Linked DNA regions of Oryctolagus cuniculus: region 1 is linked to region 2. The links are chromatin contacts, called in public Micro-C maps. All regions are on one chromosome and are shown on one strand. The core of a region is the stretch at or near the end of the contact, and the rest is flanking DNA. Distances in the headings are between cores, read along the strand shown.

Region 1 (6,236 bases), core at 743-3,242, 460 kb before region 2:
GGCGTCGTGGCCTTTGTTATACGGTATTTGATTTATATGACTTTCTCTCTTAGCTAAGTAATCTTACAGTCAATATACCACTGTGGCTTGCTTTCTTCTCTATTTCACAGAAGCAACACTTATGCATTCAGTTGGTGTTTTTAATTAATTATAATAGCTCTTAATGTTTTAAGTTTAGCACAATACCTTGTCATTAGGCAATCTATAAAGTCAGGAACACCTCACTCCAGGAAAAAAACTACATCAACATCCCGTTCTTTTTAAACAGATGTTTTAGGAAACCAACTGAGCAGTGAAACATCCTTTGAAAAAAAATCTAGGCAATTTTTTCAATTCCAATTTGGCATAATTTTAAACAAAATAAACCGCTAAAAAAACCCGCTTAAACCAATTAAAGAAAACAATCAAATAAAATAGCGCATTATGCTCGGTAATGTCACTGCGGGTTCTTGTCTTTAAAAAACAGAAACTAAGGCGTGAGCCTATTGAATGATCCACCTGAGGAGAGGGTACAACCCCCCAACTCCCCCCCCCCCCAAAAAGCCCTCGCTGAAGGCGTCGCACTTTCTCTTTTCTTTGTCATTCATGTAAGGTGAAACAGGTGTGTCTGGGCTGCTTCAAACTTGGCACCAGACCATCAGCCGACACTTCTTTCAGTTACAGGTTTGTGCTGCTAAACGCTAAAGCATTTTCATTTGGCGACTACCCAAGGGCTGCAGCCCAGGGGTTCTTAACCTGGAGATCTGCAAGGGGTGAACCTCCGTGTACCGGCACTTTCTGGCGGGTGGAGACACCCTCTGGCTATCTTCAAATTCTCAAAAGCAGTTTATGGTCCCACCCCCCCCAAAAAAAAATTTTAAGAACAAATAAATAAAACCCCATTAGTACTGCAGAAAACATGACAAAAGGCGTGAGTTTCAGCTATACGATCGCCGCTCCCGCGATTTTACACGCAGCCCTCTGATCCAGTGACCCAGATCCTGACACTAACCGTTCCCGTTCGGAACGCCTTCTGGGGAACAATGCGGTTCTGGATTGAGGGCTGGGGAGGACCGGGCTCCAGCCCCTCACCCGGACATGCCCTCCCCTCCCTCCTCGGCGGTGGCGGGGGTCGCGCGCCGGGGAAGGGCGGCAGCTCGCGTTACCTGGGCGCGGGCTCGATGAGGGTGGTGGTGTCCAGGTAGTGGATCTTGTAGAACTCCAGCAGGGCCGGCAAGTGGTCGAACTCCTGGTCCCCGATCTTAAAGCGGCGGTTGGGCAGCGAGTTGATGATATAGTGGGAGACCCGCGAGTTCTCCGACACCGAGAGCACGTAATCCCCGGGGCAGGTGGAGGAGTCGCGCACCAGGAACATGCCGTGGCGCTGGCCCTGGAGCCGGGTCTGCGCCTCCTGGCGAGACACCGGCCCCATGTACCAGGAGGCGCGGTCTGAGGAGTCGAACCTGGCCGAAGACATGGTGTCGGGCCGACGGCGGGGTGGCGGCTGCTCTCGCCTGCCCTGGAAGCCTGGAAGCTCGGCAGACGGCGCTGGGGCCGAGGCAGGGCCTCTGGGCACACCGCGGAGCGCGCTCACACGGCCCGGCCAGCACCTTTCTCTGGGCTCCGGGCCCGCAGCATCCTCTGCCGCCGCCCGCCTGCTCCGAGGCCGCCTCACACAGAGAGCCGGCCCGGGGGGATGCGGGGCAGAGCCTTGGGCGGGCGACGCCGAGCCGCAGCGGAGGCCGCCCCGGGGTTATCTGGCTGCCTGGCGTCCCGGGGCCGGGAGGGGGTGGCTCCGGTGACTCCCGGCCTAGAACGCACCGGCTCCGCAGCCCCACAAGTCTTCACGGACCCCCCACGCCGTCACACGAAGCACCGGACTCCAGAGAGCTTCGTGCCTCCGGGGCAGTTTGGACCAGCCCGTTCCCAATAGCCACAGCAACAAAATGGCGGACGCGGGACAAGCGACCGGCCACCACCCCCCTCCGCTCAGCGCGCTCCGTCTGCGCACGCGCGGGAGCTCCGGCTCCCTGCGGCCGCCGAGGCCCTCCCCGTGACGTCACGGGTCACAGCCAATCAGGAGCACGGTCGGGGCGGTCCGGGCGCGCGCCGCTCGCGCCCGCTCCCGCGTTCCGGGAGGAGGCTGAGGAGGTGGGGGGCGGCGGGCACTCCCTTCCTGGGCCTCGGTCCTCCGCCGCCGGGGGCGCTGCGGCCGCTGGGCCTCCCAGCGCTGGCAGGAAAACAGCTGGAGCTGAGGAGGGAGCGGCGGGTTGAAAACCTGCTTCTGGGAAACAAAGCGTAACGTGCCGGGCGAATCGCGGGCCATGGAGGCGTGGCACTGAGGTGACCTGGCCGGGTCTAAGCGGCCCGAGGGAGCCCGGCCAGAGGATGAGTCCTGGAGGCGAGTGGATGACGCAGGCCCTAGGTGACCTGAAAGGCCGAGGGACTCCAGGTGGCTAAGTGTCCTGATTGATATCAATAGGGGGTATGAAGGTTGGATTGACCCGGGGTTAAGTGGGCTAGGACAACCGCAGCCACGGGCTCTGAGTGGCTGCAAGGAAAATGCCTCTCGGGCGTGGCCCTGAGGGCTCCCTCCGCTCCGGATTCCGCCAGCCCCTCCAAATTAATCTCCCAAGACTCACCCGCCCCCCGGCGCGCCCCTTGCTTACCCAGCTCCAGCCATGCCCTCCCAAGCCTGTTCCCTCCCCCTGCATCCTCCACGAGAAGTATGTTTTTAAGAGAGCAGAGATCTCGTCTGTCTTGGTTCACCTTTGTCTTGTCTGCCTTGCACAATGTCTGGCCTTGAGTCCCTGCGCAAATATTTGTTAAGTGAGTGACTGTTGAGAAAAGTCGTCAGGGTGCGTGTGCCCTCGGAATTGGCCGCAGAAAGCATGGCTGAGTAGAGAGAAGCAAACTTGGATTTCCTTGCTAAGGACATTGCAGGTAGACCATACTTAGCGGTTGGCGCCTCTCTGCCCGTCTCTCCCGCAGCAAGCTGAACGTGACCTAGGTTGTAGGGTCCACCCTAGGCCCAGCCGAATGTGAAAATCTATCGCTTTTTGTGACTCTGGATAAGTAGGTTTTCATCTTCTCCAGAGATGTGCTGGCTCAGGTGCGATTTGAAAAAAGCACAGGACCTGAAGCTGACTGCCTGGGTTTGAATCCTGGCTTAGTCAGTTGACTATCTGGGTGCCCTTGGGCCAGTTACTTAATAATGTGCCTCATCTATAAAATGGAAGTGGTAGGGGCCAGCACTGTGGCTCAGCGGGTTAAAGCCTGGGCTGAAGCACTGCCATCCCATATGGGCACCGGTTCGAGTCCCGGCTGCTTCACTTCTGATCCGGGTCTCTGCTATGGCCTGGGAAACCAGTAGAAGATGATTCAAGTCCTTGGGCCCCTGCACCCACGTGGGAGACCCGGAAGAAGTGCCTGGCTCTTGGCTTCGGATTGGCACAGCTCTGGCTGTTGCAGCCATCTGGGGATTGAACCAGCGGATGGAAGACCTCTCCCTTTGTCTCTACCTCTCTCTGTAACTCTGTCTTTCAAATACATAAAATAAATCTTGAAAACAAAATGGGAGTGATAGGAGTGTGGCCCAGTGGGTTAAGCTGCTGTTAGGTTCACGTCCCAGCTAATGGGGGACTGCTTCCCATCCAGCTCCCTGCTAATGCGCCTGGTAAAGCAGCAGATATGGCCCGAGTACTTGGGACCCTGCCACCCATGTGAGAGATCTGGATGAAGTCCCATGTACCCGGCTTCGGCCTGGTGCAGCCCAGGCTGTTGCAGGCATTTGGGGAGTGAGCCAGCAAATCAAAGACCTTCTCCCTCCCTCCCTCTCTCTCTCTCTCAAATAAATCTAAAAAAATAAAATTAAGGGGCCAGCGCCGCGGCTCACTAGGCCAATCCTCCACCTTGCGGCGCCGGCACACCAGGTTCTAGTCCCGGTCGGGGCACCAGATTCTGTTTCGGTTGCCCCTCTTCCAGGCCAGCTCTCTGCTGTGGCCCGGGAGTGCAGTGGAGGATGGCCCAAGTGCTTGGGCCCTGCACCCCATGGGAGACCAGGAGAAGCACCTTGCTCCTGGCTTCGGATCAGTGTGGTGCGCCGGCCGTGGTGGCCAACGGCAAAGGAAGACCTTTCTCTCTGTCTCTCTCTCTCACTGTCCACTCTGCCTGTCAAAATAAAATAAAATAAAATAAAATAAAATAAAATAAAGGAATCATGATTGCACTTACCTCCTGGGTAGAAGCAGCTGTATTAAGCTAATGTATGGAAAGAGCTTAGAAATAGTGCTTGGCTAGGTTTTTAAGGGTCAATAGTGATCTCCTTTGAAAATATCATTACCCTTGATCTGCTTGGCCCTATGTTTATATTGAAAACTTCCTCTTTTGGAAAAACTTGGTGTTTTTTTTTTTTTTTTGACAGGCAGAGTGGACAGTGAGAGAGAGAGACAGAGAGAAAGGTCTTCCTTTGCCGTTGGTTCACCCTCCAATGGCCGACGCGGCTGGCGCGCTGCGGCCGGCGCACCGCGATGATCCGATGGCAGGAGCCAGGAGCCAGGTGCTTTTCCTGGTCTCCCATGGGGTGCAGGGCCCAAGCACCTGGGCCATCCTCCACTGCACTCCCTGGCCACAGCAGAGGGCTGGCCTGGAAGAGGGGCAACCGGGACAGAATCCAGCGCCCCGACCGGGACTAGAACCCGGTGTGCCGGCGCCGCTAGGCGGAGGATTAGCCTAGTGAGCCGCGGCGCCGGCCGGAAAAACTTGTTTTTTTTAAACGCTGGTGACATTAACATGATTTTTCTTTACATCTCCAAATATACGTTCTCAGCCTCTTTGTGTAACATCTTGCTCCAGCCTCCAAGTGTAGAATAGGCTCAGCCCTTCGCCTGTGTAGCGGCTTCTCTGACAGACTAGTAATCATCATAAACACATTAGGGGGTGATCTCACCGGTGACTCCAAACATGTATATTCTAAGACGAAGAACACAGGGCCGGCATTGTGGCGCCGGGCCACCTAAAGCCACCACCTGTGATGCCGGCATACCTATGGGCACTGGTTCAAGACCAGGGTGCTCTGCTTCTGATCCAGCTCCCTGCTAATGTGCCTGGGAAAGCAGCAGCAGATGGCCCAAGTGCTCAGGCTGCTGTCCCCATGTAGGAGACCTGGAAGAAGCTCCAGGATCCTGACTTTGGCCTGGCTCAGCCCCAGCCATTGCCGCTGTTTGGGAAGTAAACCAGCAGATAGAAGATCAGCAGATCACTATCTGTCTTTCCTTTTCTCTCTGTAACTCTGCCTTTCAAATAAATAATCTTTACAAAAATAAATAAACAGAGTAGAACAAAAACTGAACACACCTTATGATTACTATGCAAACATTGTGGTCAAAGCCCAAGTTAATTCTTACCACATTCTACTGCAGTTTTTTATAGGTGTCTCTCCCTTCCTAATCTGAGTATTTTGTGGGCAGAATGTAGCTTTTTTTTTTTTTTTTTGTATTTCCAGTGCCTAACATATTTGACCAGCACATAATACTTAATGAATCCATAATGATTTATTGTTTTAAATTTATTTGAGAGGTAGGAAAAGGAGTTCCCATTTGCTGGTTCACTTCCCAAATACCTGAAATGGCTGGGATTGGGCTGGGCTGGAACCTGGACCCGGGAACTCAGTGACGTTTTCCAGATGGATGGCAGGAACCCAATTACTTGAGCCATCACCACTGCCTCCAGGGTCTGCATTAGCAGGGAGCTGAGGCAGGCATGAAACTCTGATGTGGGATGTTGTCTTAATTAGCCGGCTAAGGCTTGATTCAGTATGTACTGAATGTAGGCTTAAGATGAGAAGAAGACAATGCTGGTACTATGGCATGGTGGGTGAAAGCCACCACCTGCAGTGCCTGCATCCCATGTGGGCGCTGGGTTCAAATCCTGGCTGCTCCACTTCCCATCCAGCTCTCTGCTATGGCCTGGGAAAGCAGCAGAAAATGGCCCAAGTCCTTGGGCCCTTGCACCTGCATGGGAGACCCAGAAGAAGTTCTTGGCTCCTGGATTCAGATTGGCCCAACTCACCATTGTGGCCATTTGGGGAATGAACCATTGGATGGAAGACTTTCTCTCTCTCTGCCTTTCTATAACTCTGCCTTTCAAATAAATAAATAAATAAACCTTTAAAAAAAAAAAAGAGAGAGAGAGACTCTCCCTTTAAAAAAATAAAAGATGAGAAGTCAGAGAAAACTGAAAATTTATTTTAGCTTGTG
Region 2 (6,185 bases), core at 769-3,268:
CCCACACCACCGCCACCCACCCAACCCCACACCACCGCCACCCGCCCACCCGACCCCACACCACTGCCACCCGCCCACCTGACCCCACACCACCGCCATCCACCCACCCGATCACACACCACCGCCACCCACCCACCCACCCAACCCCACACCACTGCCATCCACCCGCCCAACCCCACACCACCGCCACCCACCCGCCCAACCCCACACCACTGCCATCCACCCTGCCATCCACCCACCCAACCCCACACCACCGCCACCAACCCAACCCCACACCACCGCCACCCACCCACCCAACCCCACACCACCCCACCCACCGAACCAACCCCACACCACCGCCACCCACCCACCCAACCCCACACCACTGCCATCCACCCAAACCCACACCACTGCCACCCACCCATCCATCCAACCCCACACCACTGCCATCCACCCACCCAACCCCACACCACCACCACCCACCCGCCCACACCACCGCCACCCACCCGCCCACCAAACCCCACACCACCACCACCCACCCAACCCCACACCACCGCCACCCACCCGCCCACCCAACCCCACACCACTGCCATCCACCCACCCAATCCCACACCACCACCACCCAACCCCACACCACCGCCACCCACCCGCCCACCCAACCCCACACCACCGCCACCCACCCACCCAACCCCACACCACTGCCATCCACCCACCCAACCCCACACCACCACCACCCACCCGCCCACACCACCGCCACCCACCCGCCCACCAAACCCCACACCACCACCACCCACCCAACCCCACACCACCGCCATCCACCCACCCAATCCCACACCACCACCACCCAACCCCACACCACCGCCACCCACCCGCCCACCCAACCCCACACCACTGCCATCCACCCACCCAATCCCACACCACCACCACCCAACCCCACACCACTGCCACCCACCCGCCTGCCCAATCCCACACCACTGCCACCCACTCACCCAATCCCAAACCCGCATCATCCCTAAAACCCACGTTTGAGCATCCGAATTATGAATTATCTTACAACAAAGCAACCCTGGGTCTCAGCCACACCCCTCCTGGTTCAATCGCCTCTCCTCCAACCCCCTCCTCAGCCATTCCTGCCTACCCCTCTGGCTGGAATACTGACTGTGGGGCCAGCAGCCCGGCTTGGAACGGGGCCAGGCTCTCTTTCGAGCTGGCTGTGTGTTTGCAGAAGTCACTGGCCCTCTCTGTGTCCGTTTCCTGTGACGTTCAATGAAAACCATCTCACAGGGTGGTTTCAAGGATTAAAGAAAACACTAGAAGGGAGCCTGGTGTTCAGCGTCCAGGGCGTTATTAGTGCTTATTATTTTTGGTTGGGGGGGTGGAGTGGGCATTTAGCCTAGTGACTAAGATAGGGACATCCCACATGGGTGTACCTGGCTTCGATTCCTACTCCTGGCCCTCTACGCCTACTTCCTGCTAATGCTAATACAGGCCTTGCCAGGCAGCTTCGACGGCTCAAGTCACCAAGTTCCTGCCACCCAAGTGGGAGACCTAGGTTGGTTTCCCAGCTCCTGCCCTACCCAGCCTATGCCATTGCCGACATTTGGGGCGTCAACCAACAGATAGGGAGCTCTGTCTCCCAAAAAAATAAGTTCATGAAAAAATGAAATTCAAAGATGTCTATTTAACTTTTTAACTTAATGTTTGTTTTTACGAGGCACAGTGCAATTCCTCTACACAGGCACCAACTGAAAACATCAGGGAATCAGCATTTCCACTTATCTTTCTGCCTGGAGCCTACCAGCTCCTCTGTTCCAGCTCATAGGCTATTACTATTATTTATCCCATTTCTTCGGACTCCTCCGTCACAGCCCGCAGCAACGCAGGTCCCCACCACATGCAACCGACTTGTTACCACGCACCTACTATGCGCCAGGCACGGCTTGTGACTGACAGCGCGTCCTGGCCTCCGCGACGGCCGGGCCTCGGCCAGCCGGACGCACCGGTGCTGCCCGACGCCCGCCCCGCTCGGCGACCCGCACACAGTAGGCGCTTCTCCGGGCGGCGCGCGCGCCCCGCCCCGCCCCGCCCCCGCTCCAGGAAGTGCGGGGGCTCCAGCCGCCCGGCCGGCCTCGATGCATTCTGGGAAAGCAGCAGCACCAGGTCCAAGATGGCGGCCAGCAGGAGGCTGATGAAGGTAAAAGCCATTCTCCGGCGCCGGCCGGGCGGGGAGCGACGCCCCGGGCCCCCGGCCCCCACGGCGGGCCTGGGTTCCTCGAGGGGGGCGTCTCCCCCCGGCCTCCTGCTCTGCGTGGCCCCTGCCGGCGGCCCCCCCCCCCCCCGGCGCTCGCGGGTTGTGGGAGGTAACGGGGACGCCTAGGCCGCAGCCTGGGCGGGAGCGCCAGGCCGCGCGGGGAGCCGCCACCGCCGCCGCCGCCGGCTCCTGGGTTTGGCCCTCGGGGGCTGGGGGCGTCCACGCCGGCCTGGTTCCCCGGATCCAGCGCGGCGTCTTCCCCGCCTCCCCCAGCTCCCTCGCGGAGGCCGCGGACCGGGCCGGGGGCGCCGTTCATGGCGGGTGCCGGGTCAGGAAGGCCCCAAACCGGGCGGCCGCGGGGGGAGGCCCCGGCGCCGGAGCCCCGGCCGAGGGCCCGAGCCGCCGCGCCCTGGGCCGCCACGCTCTGGGCTGGGAGACCCGCTTGGGCGGCCCGCAGCTTGGGAGGCCCGGGAAAGGGTGTGGGGGGGTGCGTGTGAGCTCGGACTGGGGACGGAAGGAGGCCGCCGCGCTGCCAAAGTTAAGGTCAGGTTGTCGGTGGGCCGGTGAAGATTGCGCAGGGTCCCAGCACGCTGTCTCCTTGTGACTGCGGGACCACACAGCGGGCAAGTTCCAACTCCGGGAAGGCGTGCGGTGGGCGCCCTGCTCGCCGTGTGGTTCTGTCCCCTCCCCGGTTGCTTCCCTGTCCACCTCTTAGTCATCACGGTCTCCTCCCCCCCCCCCGCCCCTAGGAAGCAAAATGGCATTTTTTTGGGGGGTTGGGGTGGGGGCGGGGAGGGAGGTGGTTGGCTTGAGCCGTTGGAATCAAGCCGGGCCAAAGTTTATTTAGAAAAAAAAATAACAACAACAACTTGGTACACGTACTTTGGATCTTGAATGCGGCCGGGTTGCCTGCTCGCTAAGGGGCTCTCCTTCGGTGAGGCTTCACAGCTGTGAAATGGGCTGAGTTCTTTGGCCGGGGGAGGGGGAGGGGACGGTGGGATCTCGCCGACCCCTGCCCACGTTTGTGATTCGGCTGTAGGGGGTGCACAGGGCCGGAAATGATTAAAAAAAATCAATAATAAAAAAGAAGACCTGAAAGGGAAAACAGTGTGGTCCTTGGCAGACCCGTGGTTGGGCTTGGGGGGTCCCAGCCTTTCAGCCCTCTGGCTGAGTGAGAGTGCCCCTCCGTCTTTTGTTCACCGAGGGCCAGAGAGGACGGGTAACTCTTTATAAAACAGAGTGTTAGCGCAAAGGGAGCTCAGGAGAGCGCAGACCCCCGCCATCCGCCATCCTACTCCCAGATGCTGTCATCGGGGAAACCCTGGGCTTGAACTTCGGGAATAAATGTCTCGCGTGCGTACGTTGCTTGCTCATCTCATTGAGATGACTGGCAACCATACCTGTGTCTCCCAGGTGCCCTCCCCAGCGCTCTGCATCGACCCTTCTCTTTATGGGCACCAGAGTGCCCCCCCCCAGCAAATATTTGACCCTTTCGCTCTTGTTAAAAAGACCTCTGTGGGTTTAGTGACCTCAGCAGTTAATCCTAACCTCTTACTAGGCAGGCCAGTCCTTTTCTTAAGACTGCCTAAAAAGCAGTGTGTTCGGCCTCACCCACCCTGGCCTATGGTGTCCTCCCCTGGGCACCTGGACACGGCACCCTCCATCTCCCCTGGCATGTACGGTGTGGCCTTCTGTAGTTGGTGCTCACGTTCAGTGACGTCGACCTTGTGCTCCCCATGTTCCTTAATGAGAAAAGTCAAGGCAGATTTGTTGGCCTGTCCCAGTTTTCCTAGTTGGGGAGAGAAAGCTGTGATCTGGCTCAGTTCTGCCTGACCCCAAACCAAAAGCCTCCGGCTGGTGTTCATTTGCTGTGCGCTGCTGCTGTTCCTGAGAGTGGCTGCCTGGTCACTTTCAGGCCAGTCCTTAGGCTGGACTCTAATGCAGCCGCTCTGGGAGCCCCCACCCCCACCACCATCCACCTTCAAAATGAGTTGTTTCCTCCTTCAGTGACCACAGGACTTTCTTTATGTTTCTCTTTGAACCCTCCTGGTGATCTGATTTGTGTTACAGACTTGTCTTTCCTGCCTGAGTTCTGAGTTCCTGAAGGGCAGGAGTCTTGACCTAGTTCTTCCTGGTATCCCCCTAATTCAGCCCATTTGACCCAGTTTGGAATCCCCCGGCTCTCAGGGGTCTGAGAGGGGACTAACTATGGTATTTAAATTATTTGTTTCAAAAAAAAAAAAAAAAAAAGAGCTCAGAAAAAAGGAGGTAAAGTTCACTAAGTGCTCAGAGTGAATGTATTGTCACCTTTGTTTTCACAAATGAGGAAATTGTGAGGTTCAGATAGGTTGAGAAGTGAAATAGTAGACAGTAGTGGGGAGAGATAAGACACAAAACCTCCCTGGCTCTGGCTCCATGCCCCTTGTCACCTTGCCTCCTTTTCTGCATGCAGGAGTGTGTCTAGTTTCGTAAGGTGTGGGTGGGAATTCCTTCAGTTCATTGGGGTTTTGTCTTGGAGAGCAGTGTGAAAGGGGGATGAGCATGTGCCATAGCAGATTGACTTGATGCTGGCGTGCTGTATCAGAGCACTTGGTTCAAGTTCCAGCTGCTCTGCTTCTCGTTCAGCTCCCTGCTAATGTGCCTGGGAAGGCAGCTAATGATGACCCAAGAATTTGGACCCCTGCACCATGTGGGAGATACAGAGGAAGTTCCTGGTTCCTGGCTTTAGCCTGGCCCAGACTTGGCTTTTGTGGCCATTTGGGGAGTGAACCAGCAGATGGAAGACCTCTCTCCCTGTCTCTTCCCCTGCTTCTGTTGCTTTGCTTTTCAAATAAATAAATAAATAAATAAATATATATATATATATATATATTTAAAAAAACAACATAGGAATATAAATTATTTTTTAAAAATTTTTAAAAAATTGTTTTCTTTGAAAGTCTATGGTATGCTGGTTCACTCCCCAGATGGCTGCAGGCCAGAAGCCAGGAGCTTCTTCCAGGTCTCCCATGTGGGTAGCAGGGGCCCAAGCACTTGAACTTCCTCTGCTGCTTTTCCAAGGGCATTAACAGGGAGTTAGGTCGAAACTGGAGGACTCAGACTAGTGCCTGTATGGGATGCCGGAGTCACAGGTGGCTTTACCCGCTATACCACAACACCAACCCAGAAATAAAAATTATTGATGCAGGTTAATCAGCAGGGTTAACCAACAGTCTTTCAGTTCATGGAGTGGAAATAATAAAAGGGATTTTGATGGTGAAAAATTGGAGCTTATTTCCTAGAACAATGCCTTTAGACATAGTAATCAAACAGATGTTGAATTATCAGGTTAATGACATCTTAAAGAACTTGAGTTTCCCCAAGAAATCTTTTCCAGGACACTCCATAGGGAGTGTCTGTAGAAACTGTGGATACATTATTAAAAGTAGCATGATTTGCATGTGTAAGGCTGGGAAGTAATTTTAGGCAGAGTGAGTATGATAAAGTTTTAATTTAAAAAAACATTTGCCAAATGGGTTAACCTCTTTCAGAGCCCTTTTTAGGAATTACAATGTTAATAAAACAGGAAATATGGTTTAATTTGGAAGCAGCTAATTCAGCAGTGGTAGCAACAAGTGGATTGTAGCCACTGCCTCTGTTGGGGGCAAAGGGGGGGGGGAATAGATACAAAAGCCAGAAAGGAAACCTGTGTGTGGTGCTTAGGGAGGCACGTCCTTGTCTTATAATCTCTGCAACCCGGCAGTACACGTTGCCGCCAAGGGCCCTCTGGCTGAGTAGCGTCTCAGAATGGCTCTTCTCAGATGGGAAATGTGTGGATTTAGAGGGAGGGAGGTAACGTTTTATGAGTTATTATGGCATGCTGTATAGATAAGGAATTGAGATTTGTAGCATCCTTTTAATGCTATTTAAATAATGTTCGCTCAGAAATACATATTGGTGTCCTGAGTCTTGAATC

What was found. A called contact is a pair of places that touch in the nucleus more often than the background predicts.
Region 1: a Micro-C map of ear pinna shows a contact between it and region 2, with 4 times the contacts expected there. The contact joins the promoter of CRKL here to the promoter of UBE2L3 in region 2. A contact is called at or near these places in 2 of 6 Hi-C or Micro-C datasets (ear pinna and an unstated tissue).

The regions. Positions count from the first base shown.
Region 1 is chr21:29,676,513-29,682,748 of mOryCun1.1, reverse strand. It overlaps CRKL (CRK like proto-oncogene, adaptor protein), which reads right to left and starts at 1,992. Exons shown (of 3, transcript XM_002719717.5): 1 at 1,146-1,992. The coding sequence starts at 1,456.
Region 2 is chr21:29,211,937-29,218,121 of mOryCun1.1, reverse strand. UBE2L3 (ubiquitin conjugating enzyme E2 L3) reads left to right here and starts at 2,018. Exons shown (of 4, transcript XM_051826744.2): 1 at 2,018-2,173. The coding sequence starts at 2,147.